3 separate regions of the Mus musculus genome follow, and all the other regions are linked to region 1. Evidence: chromatin contacts called from public Micro-C and promoter capture Hi-C data. All regions are on one chromosome and are shown on one strand. The core of a region is the stretch at or near the end of the contact, and the rest is flanking DNA. Distances in the headings are between cores, read along the strand shown.

Evidence for each region. Promoter capture Hi-C pulls out the DNA fragments that hold promoters and counts their contacts. A called contact is a pair of places that touch in the nucleus more often than the background predicts.
Region 2: a Micro-C map of the G1E-ER4 cell line shows a contact between it and region 1. The contact joins two enhancer-like sites. A contact is called at or near these places in 1 of 15 datasets of contacts at CTCF or cohesin (embryonic stem cells) and 5 of 484 Hi-C or Micro-C datasets (the G1E-ER4 cell line and embryonic stem cells).
Region 3: a contact with region 1 is called in a promoter capture Hi-C map of the HPC-7 cell line, with 4 times the contacts expected there. The contact joins the promoter of Thap4 here to the enhancer-like site in region 1. A contact is called at or near these places in 1 of 39 promoter capture datasets (the HPC-7 cell line), 1 of 484 Hi-C or Micro-C datasets (CD4 T cells), 2 of 115 datasets of contacts at active chromatin or transcription factors (embryonic stem cells and extraembryonic endoderm stem cells) and 1 of 9 other capture datasets (pancreatic islet).

Annotation. Positions count from the first base shown.
Region 1 is chr1:94,076,663-94,081,218 of GRCm38.p6, forward strand. No RefSeq gene overlaps it. Among named protein-coding and RNA genes, the nearest start is that of Pdcd1, 26 kb to the left of the region's middle. Within about 2 kb of position 1,914, at least 39 of the 459 cell types and tissues checked have an H3K27ac peak or open chromatin away from gene starts, as enhancers often do. A contact at or near this core is called in the G1E-ER4 cell line and the HPC-7 cell line, where this site is marked.
Region 2 is chr1:93,667,181-93,671,736 of GRCm38.p6, forward strand. No RefSeq gene overlaps it. Among named protein-coding and RNA genes, the nearest start is that of Bok, 16 kb to the right of the region's middle. Within about 2 kb of position 1,976, at least 168 of the 459 cell types and tissues checked have an H3K27ac peak or open chromatin away from gene starts, as enhancers often do. A contact at or near this core is called in the G1E-ER4 cell line, where this site is marked.
Region 3 is chr1:93,752,880-93,757,435 of GRCm38.p6, forward strand. It overlaps Thap4 (THAP domain containing 4), which reads right to left and starts at 1,959. Exons shown (of 6, transcript NM_025920.3): 1 at 1,578-1,959. The coding sequence starts at 1,654. Atg4b (autophagy related 4B, cysteine peptidase) reads left to right here and starts at 2,026. Exons shown (of 13, transcript NM_174874.4): 1 at 2,026-2,175. The coding sequence starts at 2,166.

The sequences.
Region 1 (4,556 bases), core at 664-3,163:
TGCTCCTGTAAGTGACCCTTCACCCATATTCCTGTAAGCAACCCCAATAAAATTCATTAGTTTTCCAAATTGGACTATGGTGGTATCTGTACTCTGGTCTGTTGTGGGCTCCCAATCTGGGTGAGTGTTGGGCCTTATTTGGCCAGATACTGAGGCCTAGTGAGCCTTTGCACGAGTTTAGAGACCTGTCCTGACTTCTGTACTGGAGTGACTCAGCACAACCTGCCTTTGCCTAGCTACTGCTGATGTAGAATAACTTTACTGACCCTGACAGTCACCTCATACCCTCATCATCTCACCTCATCAAAGATCCCCACCTCCTTTCTTAACTCTATATAAACAAAAGACTGATACAATAAAATGAGTTCCTGCTTTGACACTCCCTGCCCATGTGTTTGTTTTGAGCCTTACCATCCTGCTCAGCCCCAGAGAGACTCTACTGGACCCGGTTCTCTCCTCTCGCCTGAACCTGCCAGCAGAGAGTCGACAAACTGGGACCCCGTGTGAGGATCAAACTCATGACCTTCAGATTATGAGACATGTTAGTAGACATGTATATTAGTTAGAGTTCTCTAGAGTCACAGTGTCTTGCATCAGCAAGATCCGGATCATAGGTGTGCCCTCTGTTTCTGAATTGTAGTTCATTCTAAATATAGTCAAGTTAACAACAGAGAATAGCCATCACGTGTGTGTATAGCATCTCTCCAGAAAAAGCTTGTCACAACATAATTGGCATCTGAACAGAAACATAAGAGAACCCAAGGTAAGTTTGGAGTAGTGAGTGCATGGTCCTGGCTATTGATAGAAGACATTCCCTGATCATCCTCGTTTTTTCGTATAGGACCATTGTTAATACTCACATCCAGCACCTGCATCCAGTGTGTGGATGTGAGTATGAACAATGGCCCTATATGAAAAAACGAGGATGATCAGAGAATGTTCAGTGCCTGAACTTCTGGAACTGGGAAAGGCTTTAAAACAAGCAATGGAAGAGCCTGTTGCAGCCTGCCTTGTGAGGGTGTGGGACATGAGAGCAGATGGGACCCATCTTACTGCTGTGAAGAGAGGGAAATAGCAGTGTAACTTCCCATCTCATCTTAAGGCAAAGGCTTCGAAACCCAAGAGGCTGGGAGAGAAATCCGGTCCTAATAGACTGGCTTCTCAAAGCCCTTAGGAACACTTGGTTATCTCTGTCTGAAGTCCCTGTAGATGTCCATGAACTGAAAACAACATAGGACAGGTGCTACGGAGGGAACCAGGAGCAAGAGAAGCTATGCATAGACTGTAGTTCTCTGGGCTAGACAGAACTATGCTCACAGGAGAATTAAGGAGAAAGCTGATCTAATAGGGACCTCCAGATGGGTATGGGACTTAGTGGCTTTGCTGAGCCCCAGGAGGGATTTTTTTGTTTTGTTTTTTTTGTTTTTGTTTGTTTTATGAAAAGAGACTTGGCAGACTGTAGTAGTGATCTAGACTGTCATGGGAATTGTGTTCACACCATGCCAAAATGCATGGAGGAGGTGGGTGAGTAAATAGACGGTAGAGTCTATCTGGGTCACCTGGAAGCAAACGTGGCTAGATTTGTTTTGAGCTGTTGGTGTACCTGTTCTCAAACCCCAAAAGACCACCAAGGAGTCGACTCTGATGCAATCGCACTAGGGTCTTTTACTCAAGCAGGACAGGAAGGTGGAGCCTTGAGCCTAGTTTTAGGTAAGCATTTTATAGAGGCAAGCAAACAAGCAAGAAGGTTCCTAGCCTGGGACACATTTGATTGATGGGGCGAGGGGAGCTTTATGGCCTTTAACATAATTGGCTGGGGCTGGGAGCCAAACCACAAGCTTAACTTCTGTTTTTCTCCTGACTGGTGGTTGTTAGCCAGGGGAAGGCTTGTACCCTGGAGGAGTAGATTTGTTGGGAAGTAACCTAGAAGCTCTTGCTAGTTGCAGGCTTGTTAGCTAACTCGAGTTCAACTATAAGTCAAGTTCTCTAAGATGGAGTCTGGACCCAAAAGCTCTGGTCTCTCAGGAGTTCCTAGGGTGAATATTGATAGAGAAATAATTCATGTGAGCTAGTTAATGATAACCATGCCAATTAAGCCAATTAAAATGCATGAGTCCTTTTGTATTGATGGCCAGACCAGGAAAGAATGGACTTATGCATCTGAAAAGTCTCTGGGTGTTCAAGCTCAAGGGTACAGTGTTTTAAAGACAAACCCTTAATGTTTGGGTGTGGGAGGATTATATCAGTGGGCGATTTAGAGTTGTCTAGTAATGTCTGCTCTCTTTGTAAGGCTCAGTGGTATCTCTCAGACACTTCATTATATGTTTGAACTATGGTCCATGGACAGTCCCTGAAGCATTGCCCAGGTGAAGGTGGCTATTGGGGCCTGGGTGGCAGGGGTGGGGGTGGGGTGTGTGTGAGACTTCAGGAGCCTATTTGGGATTTGATATGACTGGAAATTTCTGGTCCAGGAGAGGAAAGGAGCCTTTTTTTTTTTTTTTTTAAATTAACTTTTACATTTTAAAAACACAAATCAAGACACACAGCGTACAGACGGTGCCACCCAGTGGCAGAAACCGGAGAAACCGGCAGACTCTCCAGAGACGAAAAGACTAACCAAACAGAGCGAGCAATGGCTTGTAGAGGCTCCCACCTAGTGGCAGAACACGGAAAAAGCGGGGACTCTCAGAGTCCCAGGTTAGGGTTATGCTTTTTAGAGGGCTGAGGTAACCTTTGGGCTATGGTTTAAAAGGTTAGGATTGGGGTTATGGTTTGTATTAGAGGGTTAGGGTTAGGTAGATTTGTGTTTAGTGTTAGGGATAGATGCTTAGGAGAGTTAATGCTAGTATTTAGGGTTTCTGTGTAGGTTGGATCTTGAGTTAAGGTTAGGGTTAGGGTTTCAAAGGTCATAAAGAAAATCTCTAGTCAACACTGCCCAACGCTATGACTATTTATGAATAGTGTATAAACCTGTGTTTAGTGGTGCACCTAAGCAGGAAAGGTGTAGAAACTTATTTCCAGGGTGTTTACGCTGGAACTATAGTGGAATTTTTAGGAGAATCACTGTATGTAGTGTAAACAGAATCAATGGTTTCCTAGAAGGACTTAGACCTTTAAGAAATCTTTGTGCAAAACAGTGGTTGTTTTCTATGATTATTTATAGAGTTGGGTTTTTTTTTTTCTTTGAAGGATCTTTACAGCCTTTGCATGATTTTGGCCACAAGACAATCCTGGCACACCTAGAGCATCTTGCATTATTAGATACTGTACCAATAAGGACTAAAGTTGTAGCAGCGCGATGTTTTCCTTCCAAAACATTAGAGCAGGGGCTTTGGGTATGAGGAACTTGTTTTACTCAAAGAACAGCTTTAGTGTAACAATGAATAAATAATGCCTTTGCTCTGCTGTTTGAGATCTAGTCCACAGAGGCTGATCTCCTTGCTGCCAGGAGCCCTTAATTCATTCTTAAGTGTCCCTCTTTGAACGCCCGAGCAACTCAGAACACCGAAATGGAGTAGTGCAGAAACCCCTCTTCCAGGACATAGCTAATCAGGTAGAGTACAAACTGCTATGCTCAAGTTCTCAGTCAACAGGAAAAGCGCTAACACCTGAGCACAGGCAAAGGCAAGAGCTATGTCCAGGGACTCCGCTACTTTGTAAAACTGCCACAGTTACCCATGAAGAGCACAGCTGTAATCTCAGCTATCTGAAGGTTGATGCAGGAGGATTTTTGTGAGGGTCAGATGAGTCTGTTTACATAAGTGTCGCCCAGAGGAGCGAAATGGTTAGGGCTAGGTGACAGGCTTGAATACTCTGGTTTTCACCTAGCCTGACGCGCGCATGCATTCTGGGTAATGTAGCCCATTCTCCCTAACTGAGGAGCCTGTGCACCCTAGTATATTCAGGATTTTACGGTGTTTATGTGTTCACAGCCTCAAGGAGGCTTCAATGTAGTCACCACCGGCATTGGGCAGTGTGGCCTCTGGCATCTCGCGACTCTGGACTCCGCAGTAATTCTGTGCTAGAAACCAGGACGGTTTCAAGCCCTAGCTTACGCCTCGGATCCTGTTTGTGCTCTCGGCCAGCGTCGTGTGACCAGGGGCACAGGCGAGGACTGAACCCAGCTGGTCTTGTTCCCTGCACTCTCCAGTTCCTTATTGTTATAGTTAGCTTCCCGGCGACCACAGGCACCTTTAGGCTTTCACTTGCTCCAGGAATTGTCCAAACCCTACGGAAGACAGCTGGGCATTGTAGTTCAAAGTTTCCAGAAGGCGGTGCTTGTGGACCCTAACCATTCTGGGATTGTAGTCTAAATTTCTGACGTTGGCACCTGTGGAGAAACTTTTTTTGGGTTTATGGTCCATTATTTCTCCACGGTCATCATCACGGAGGCTCCTGAGAGCTTTTAAGGCTCTGTAGATGGATGAATGGAGCCGACAGCCCCCGATCTCCGAGCCTTGAAAGCAGAGTGCACTTGGGAAAGAACAAGCCTGTAGAGATTAGAGACAGTGCCCAGCGTCATTGGGCTTGGAGGATGGCCGGAAAGACCTAGCTGG
Region 2 (4,556 bases), core at 726-3,225, 410 kb before region 1:
CTAAGGACCCTAGGACAGCACTAGGTGAGCCAGTGGCAGGCTAGAGTAGTGGCCCTGTGTCCACCCACATTGTGACATCTCACTGTGTGGCCCATGTGCTGGGACAAAATTCTTCTGGTAATTCCTGCTGTAGCTGGGATTTGTAACAAGGGCAGCCTGGGTACGTCTGACTACTTCCTGACCATTTGGGGCCCAGTTGAATTATATGAGGATTGGAGAAGCCTGTGCTCCCAGGGAGATAATGAGAATGCTGGGGTAGAGCTCTGTGAGGACACCAAGAGAAGACAGCAGGCACCTGCCCTGTGTTTGGACTTCCTTCTCCTAGGCCAGGCGATTTCACTTCTAACCAGACAAGAGTCCCAGAAAAGACTTTCTGAATTACTTGTGTACTTGCATGCGTGTGCGTGGGTGCATGCCAGAGTGTGTGTGTGTAGACTGAGGAGCCAGCTCCCAAGAGCTCCCAATCACACAGCCATGTTCCTATTCCATCAGTGGGATCAAGGGCTCCCTCAGAACAATGACTGCAGAAGGGCTGCGCAGGAGAAAAGCCTGGGAATGACTGGAAATAGGTGGCATAATGCCGTTGTCACTGTCCTTGCGACCTCTCAGCAGGGAGGAAGAATGCCCCAGATGTGATAGTTTCCCTTTGGGTGTCAGGATAGAGCCCTATAGGACCACTTCGAGAGCAGAGCTGCTGGCTCCTCCCACCAACCCCAGCCCTCTACCTGGCTCCTCCCACCAACCCCGGCTCTCTACCTGGCTCCTCCTACCAGCACCACCCTCTACCTGGCTCCTCCTACCAGCTCACCCTCTACCGGGCTCCTGGGGTCTCTGCAGGTTACCCAGGCTTCCACTTCTCCACCTATTCACGTTGTGAAGGCCAGTTGTTTCTCTCTTTGTGTCTGTTTCCCCTCAGACTGGTAGAAATGTGACTGCTAACCCTTTATCTCTCCTGGGACTGAAAAGGGCAGCGAACTCGTGGTCTTTTCCAGATCAAAGAGTCCAGTGTCTGCAGCAGTGTAGAGTCCTGGCAGACAACCCCCTCCCCATCCATGATGCGTGCTTCCTTCCGCCTGGTTTATCAAACATCAAGGACAAGGTCAGACTGTCTAGGGAGAGTGAGCCAAGAATCCCAGTTGTGCGATGGAATTTCACACGGCCTGTAGAAATGGGAAGGCCAGAGGAACATAATGCGGATGTTACATTAAGTGTAAAGTCAGGTTTTGGAGCCTCAGGTGTTTGACATAAGCAAGAATCTTCTTTTGGATGTGAAATATGCCACAAGAGTCCTTATCATCATACAGCAGTTGCGGCTTTTAATTTTGTGTGCTTTTTAAACTTCCTAGTGGAGTGTACCCAGGATTTACTGTTATACTCGGGGGTGGAGGTGGGGTGAGAGGTGACTGCTGGCCTTGACTTTGAAATCTCAGAACAATTCTGTTTTAAAGTATATATTTTGCCGCGGGGTGTGAACTCTCAGAACCAGGAACAAACTAAAGAAAAGAATGTTTATCCACAGGGAAAAACTAAAGTCCCAACAGGAAGCATGGGCCACCAGTTTCCTGCCCCTGAGACTCACTGGAGCAGCGCAGACACACTGCAATATGTATCCAGCTCCCTAGAGGGAGATGAAACCTGGACCCCAGGTTCAACTTCTAAGGGACCTGGTGCTTCTCTGGGACAACTGGCCGCCTGGGGGCACAAGAGGACCCGTAGCCACCGAAGAGGTCCTCTTTGTCCCTGACAACCAGCACGCGGCTGGCAAGTGTACACTTCCTGCCGCTCTGAGGGAGCGGAGGAGTGGCCTCGGCACTAGAGGAAGAAAACACACACACACACACACACGTACACACTCCCTTTCCATCTCCAGACTTTAGTAATCTCGGCTCTCCGACTGTCACAAGGTGAGGAACATCGGAAGGGCGGGCTGTAGGGCAGTGTAGGGTGAAGGAGCTCTGGCATAGGACAGATTCTTGTGAGCGAGGGGCAGAGCCTAATGGAGCTCAGCCATTTGTAGGGGCAGATCTTGGTAGGGCCTGAACCCTATGGAAGGTGAACAACTCCCCACCCCAACCCAAGCAAGGATCTTTGTAAGGCAGATCCTCCAGGGGGAGGGGCTGTGGTCATGGGCGGGGGGTGGGGGGTGGTGGTGAGGAAAGTGGTGGGGAGGGACAAGTCACAGAGGCGGAGCCTCAGGCAAGGATATATACCAACTAGCATTGGGTTTGCAGATGAGGATTTTTTTTCCCCCAGTGAAGCCTGGATCCTGGATCCTGGTCCTGGTAGGTTGGCTTGGTCCAGGTTGCAAGTGGGAACTGAGGCAGATGTCCGTGTCCCCAGGACACAACATTTTATATATGAGCAGTTTACCTCTGAGGAGGGACACAAGAGCAACCCCAAAGTGCCCCAAAGCATCCCCTCTCCCCTGCGGAACAAGAGCTGTGACGCGTGTAGTGATGTGAGCACTCGTGCTCACAGTTAAATCACTCTGTCCATCTTCTAGGAGAGCTGTAACAAATTACCATAGACCTACTGGTGTAACACAAATTCCTTATTCTCTTATGTTCTGAGCATGGCAGTTGGACTGACGGTTGGGTATCATCAGACTCTCCCGAGATAGCAGTCTTTAGCCCTAGCTGGAAGGGACTGAAGGGTCTTTGGGAGGCTCAGCCTGGTGCCCTCTCTCTCTCTTTTCAGAACTACTCTGGTGTGGGTGGGCTTATCCCTACTTGGTTGTTGTCTTCCCTGAGGAAGGACCTTTTCCCCCATCCAATGTCTCAGACCCTTTCTCTGTGCATTACAAAGCCTGTAACAGCATCTCTCCTATCTACTTCCATTGAAGCATCTCAAGTCCCAGCCTGCCTGCTTCCTCCTCACAAAGATTCTCTTGTGAAGATCCAGGACCATCCCTAACTCCTAAGCTTGTCTTCATCTGCCCTCTGCAGAGCCTCTTTGCCATGCTAAGCATCTGGGGATTAATACCAGGGAATTAAGGCCAACTTGTCAAAGTAAATAGGAAACACCAGTTCCATTGAAGGAGGAAATCACTCCTGCTCCTACTCCTGGGAAATGTGACTGAAAGGGTGACCAGGCACTCCAGAGCATCATAGATATCTCAGAAAAACATGGTACATTGTGTTGATATAGATGTGGGAATAGAAGGGTATGGGTTGTTCCTTTGTTTGTTTGGTTTTTGAGACAGGTTGGTTTTATGTAGTCCTGGCCTTCCTGGAACTCACTCTGTAGACCAGGTTGGCCTGGAACTCAGAAATCTGCCTGCTTCTGCCTCCCAAATGCTGGGACTAAAGGTGTGGTGCATCATCACTGCCTGGCTAGATGTAGCTTTTGAATTATGAACTCAAATAATATAGGATTGTAAGTGAAGTTTGTGAGGGGAAGATGGAGCCAAGAAATCGACTTCTCTAGTGTGGATCCAAAAAGTGATGTCAAGGGAAAAGAGACATGGAAGTAGAACATATAGATTCTACTATCCGTGTACTGTGAGTTGGGGTCCAGGGCACCAGCCACAGTTGGACACACAGCACTATATACCGCATATCACACATATACACACACACTACATACAGTCAAACAACAATAAACAAATAATATACACAGCACATACAAACACATAACAATGTACTCAAACTACATACAAATCACAGACATACATGCAAAATACAGATAACACACATATAGACACAAACACCTATCTACCACAATACAAAATACATGGTTGCACCTAGTACACACAAACTACACTCACCACTTGGATATACACTAGATACACAAAAATACAAATACATGTCATTCATATATGTATATATATACATATATACATATATATATACACACACACATACACACACTATATATTTGATGTATATGCACACATAGAAAACATATCCCCAAATTTGATAAGAAAATTGTTAGATTAAAAGAGGAAAATGGCCAAGGAGATGACCAATGATCAGGGCTCTTGCTGCCAAGCCTGGAGAACTGACTCAGTCCCCAGGATCCACATGACAGGAGAGAGCCAACTCAGTTGGCCTCTGACCTTACAGGCTTGGCATGGCACATGTGTTACCCTTACCCACCCAAATATAAATAAATAAGATGTAAAATAAAACAGAAAAAATATACATGCTTTTTGGGTTTTGTTTTGTGTTTTCTGCTTGCTTTTGAGACAAGGTCTCAGTGTAGTCCAGGCTAGACTCTGGCTTAGCTGGTGATATAGTTTTGAATTCTTAATCCTCCTGTCTCTATTTTCCCTCTTAAGTACACTAAGATAACGACAAGTCTGAAAGGGATACATTGTGTCCCCCAGGAGGTAATGCTCAAGTCCTAACCATCAGCACCTGGGCCTGTGGCCTTGTTTGGAAACAGCTTTTGCTGATGCAGTCAGGCTAAGATATGGTGGCACAGAATTAGGGTGGGTCCTGAAACCAGCACTTGGTGTCCTTATAAGGAGAAGGGGACTGGGACACAGAGACAGAGAAACAGGAGAGAATGCCTTGTGACCAGAGAGGCAGAGAGTAAACTCCAGGGCTCTACCA
Region 3 (4,556 bases), core at 709-3,208, 320 kb before region 1:
CAATCCAAGGCCAGGTGGTGGTGGCCCACCCCTTTAATTCCAGCACTTGGAAGGCAGAGGCAGGCAGATTTCTGAAAAGACCAGAACAAACAAACAAAAAACCCAGTTGTTCTTGGTGGCTCATGCCAGTATTTCCCGAGCTTGGGAGGCAGAGGAAGGACGTCTACAAGACCAGCAGACTAAAACAATGCGATGTAGGCCAACAAGGCAATTCAATGAGACATTGTCTCAAAACACACACACAGACACGTGCCTGTGCACACACACCAAAACACCCCAAAGACAAAAATGGTAAATTTTATGTAGTATTTTACGTCGTAAGAGGAAAACTGGGAAAAAAAAATTAGATGTTCAATAACATGCTTAGTAATTTCTTCCCTCATCTAATGAAGCTATTTAATGGTCACTTAAGGCAAGATTTGTGAGACCAAACTGACTACACATGGTAGGCTTTCTCAGGTGCTCAGAGCTCCACCTGAGCTTTTCCAGTCTCGAGGAACCTGCTGTGGACCAAGACTGGCCTTAATAGGATGGATCTGGACGTTGTAAGCAATGTGATCTTATAACCTTTATCAGTGTTTAGTGAGCTAGATTTCTGGAGTTTCCCCGCCCCAATTTGGGCACTGTCTACCCATATACCATGTTAGAACATGGGGAAGCCAACATCAGTCCTTGCAACACTGCCTCATTTTCAACTGTTAACAAAACTTCTGGGGCATGTTCTATGTGAAATTGTTACGGAAACATTCTGGTTGACTTGTAAGATTGTTTAACGTTACTAGGTTTTGTTTTGAACCAGGTCTTAAGGACTGGAGACTTAATGTAACCCTGTGAACTTTCAACAGATACGTGCCATTCCCATCTTTAAATTTTAACACCAAGTACTAAGAGGTGGCAGGATGTGCGAAGTGACTTCCAAGGCAGAGTCCCTTCGCTCGCTGTTCACTCCTGTTGGAAATCACAGGAGAGGACCAACTGAGGGAGTCTCGAAAGCCTTTGGAAGGCGCGGCCCGCACAAGGGCCACCGAGAACCCCCTGGAAAGCCCTTTCCACGGTCATCCCCCGGGCCTCTGCCAGAGTGCAGGATGCGGGAGGTGATCGGTGCCAGTGCCTGGGCCGCAGGACCCCATAGGAAGGCGATGAGGGCTATGGATGCAGGAAGTAGAGCTGCGTGCGCCGGGCCGCACTCCTGCCACACACCTCCGGGCGGGCTTGCCCCGCCGAGGCAAGAGTGGAGAACTGCCCGAAAGCAAAGATCAGGATTAACCTGAGAAGGCGCCCTTGCAGAATACTCCTGAAATTGGCAGGGCCAGCCCAAATCAGTGCGACGCCCGTTGGTGGAGGTGGCGGAGGGGGCCTCCGGCCGCTCTGCCCGAGGCATGGCCGTGCTGGTCCCCAAAGCCGGCGGTCCAAGCCAAGGTCATAAAGCTCCACGACCCGTCCACCTCCCACAGTTACCCTCGGTTAGCCGGCCCCCCACTCCCGGTCCCCGGAGCTCGGCCCGCCGCGCGGCCTCAGTTTCCCCGCGGGCCCCGGCCAGGGCGGGGGCGTGGCGGACCCGGAGGCGGGCCGCGTACCTGTGGAAGGAGACAGCGCGTTTCTCGCCCTTGCCCTGCCTGTTGGAACAGTTCACGGCCGCGCAGCAGATCACCATTGCGGGCCTCGGTCGTGAGCGCCGCCAGGCTCCGATCCTTGCCGCCCGCCCGCTGGCCCGACCCGCCCCGAGGGAGCGCGGCGACACAGCTCGGGACGTGGGCCGCGGCCGAGCCGTACGGCAAGATGGCTGCGCGCTGCCGCCCGCACCACGCTGCGCTCGGACTGCCCGGCCACGGCGCCGGCGTCGCGGCCGCAGCGGGCGGTGAGTCCGTACCGAGACATGCGCGGGTGGCTGTCTGTACGGAAAGATGGCGGCGCCGGAGGAGCGCAGCTCGGGCCGGCTCCCGGGTGTTCCGAAGCGGCGGCGCGGGCCGGGGGCGGGGCGGCCGCGTCCGGTTAGGAACCACACGCGCCGAGGCCCCACCCCCCGCGTGCCCACCGCCGTACGGCGAGATGGCGACGCCCGCGCTTCCGCTGCGCCGCGCTTGGCTGCCGCGGCTTCCCGTCGCCGTGTCGCGCAGTAGTCCGTCGGAGCGACGGCACGGTCAGTCGGCAGCCGGACAGGGAAGATGGACGCAGGTAAGGAGGGCGGACGCCTGCCCTGTCGCGGGCGGGCTCCCGTGGCCGCCCGCTGGGGCGGAGGCCGGTGTGTTGGGCTGGGCGGGCCGCGCCTCCCCGCAGCGCTCAGTACCGGGTTCGCGGGGCCACTCGTCAGCGCCTCGGCCTCCGGCGCTCGGCCGCGGCCCTCGGGGAGCGTCCCAGCCTGTGGGCTCGCGGCTGCGGGCGTGAGGGCAGGGAGTCTGAGGGACGCATCAGGACGCGGGCACCCTGGTGCCCGGAGAGGACCGGTGCGCCGCGAGGGTGGGCCTTGCGGTGTCCATTGAAGAGCCGACCTCTTTAACTTCTGTCAAGTTGTTGGCCGCTGGTCCAGCTACCACAACATGCACATCTTTTGTCTTTGAAGTTCAATAACCTGTGTAGGTGAGCCCCGCTCCTGTTCTGACAGCGGATCAGTCACATGCTACTTTGACTTCTTGAGGTCCTAATACTGGGTTAAGTGTGGGTGGGTTTTGTTTGTTTGTTTGTTTGTTTGTTTTTAACTGACTCTTGCTTCTGAAGCTGGAGAGTGCGGTTCTTTGTTTATGTTGGCCAGAAGTCTTGGAGATGCAAATCTATCAAATAAGTTGTTTGCTAATAGCCCTAAAAATACCCACCCCACCCCATTCCACCCCACCCCACCCCCAACAGAGGTTCTCTCATTCCCTCAGCAGCGTTAGCGGGTTTTTTTTTTTTTTTTTGGTTTTCTTTTTCTTTTTTCCTTTTTTTAATTTAAGAGCGACCTGCCTTCAAGAATCCACTCCTTTGTGAAGGAGTCCTGCTACCTGATTTCATTGTACTTTTCTTGAATGGCGTTGCTTTTGATGGTTTTCTTCTGACAGCTGTGTTAGAGAAGTAGTCGGCTCTTACTTGGGAGTAATGCCTACAGTTAATACACATTTCAGCAGTTTATGGCATCCGTAGCTGGAGGAAGCAGGAACGTTGACTCCCCAAGATGCATGAGCCAGGTGTATATTTTTTTAAGATAATTCATTTTTTTTTTTTTTTTAGAATGAATAACTGAAGCTGTCACACCACAGTGCCTCTTGGAGGTGTGGAATGGGATAATACATTGAATTACTTAATTATCCTCTCCCCCACTTTTTTTTTTAAAGACAAGGCCTCACTGTTTAGTCTTGTCTAATATGTAGACCATGCTGACCCAAGACTCACAGAAATATATCTGCTTGCTTGTACATCCCCAATGCTGAAATTAAGTGGGTGTTTAATGCTGCTGTGAGATCAAACTCAAAAGACATCTGTGTTTGAAGACTTGTGTTAATGGTGATAAAACACTTTTTTTTAAATACAGTATGATGGTGCAATTTTTCTCCTGATATAATTCTGGGTGGCATTTTATGATCTACCTTCTGATCTCCCACCACCCTTGTAATGTTGCTTCTGGTTATTCTTATAATTGTGTGTGCTGTGTTTGTGTGTTTTCTCTCTCTTTCTCTCTCAGCAGTATCTCTCCACAAAACCCTCACTGTACTAGAACTCAGGATGTAGATCAGGCTGGCCTTGAAGTGCTGGACTTAAAAAGTGTGAGCCATCCTGCCCTACCTACCTTGATCTTTTTATAAACTACATTTGTTATTGGGTATCAGGAGTTTCAATCTAGACATTGGACTAGAAAAATGGACAAAGGAAAAGAAATGCTGTCTGAGGCCCCTGACATTCTCTACAGGAGACCAGAAGTATATAGGCCTGGATGGTGCTTATATGGGAGAGTGATGTGGGCTAGGTTATAGGTGACTGGAACTGTAGCAGGATGGACAAAAACAAATCTCACTTTGGAAGCATATTTAAAGGTTTTTTTGGATAATTCATTATTTTCCCCTTCCCCTACTCCCCTCCATCCCATCTTAAGTACACCTACCCCATGCTCTGTGAAAGTACATTCTTGTCGAGACTAAACCAAAAACTAAACCAAAAACAAAGTGGCATGGAGGTTCATGCCCCAGGAGTTCAGTGAGCTGGAGGACTGGAGAGATGGTTCAGTGGTTAGAGAACTAACTTACTGGTCTTCTAGAAGACCAGTTCAGTTCCTAGTACCTATGTTAGGTAGCCCATAATCCCCGGGACTCTAGTCCAGGGGACCCAGTGCCTAGGGCACCACACTCACATGCCCACATGCAGACATGTGCCTACACTGTTGGTTGGTTTTGGAGATGGGTTTCTGTGCAGCTCTGGCTGTCTTAGAACTCACTCTGTAGGTCAGGCTGGCCTTGAACTCAGAGATCTGCTTGCCCTGCCCCAGAGTGCTGAGATTAAAGTCATGTGCTACCTCCCTCCTCCCACACCCAGTTTAGGTTTTTGTTGTTGTTGTTTAAGTTTCACCAAAGATGGTGAAAGATGATTTA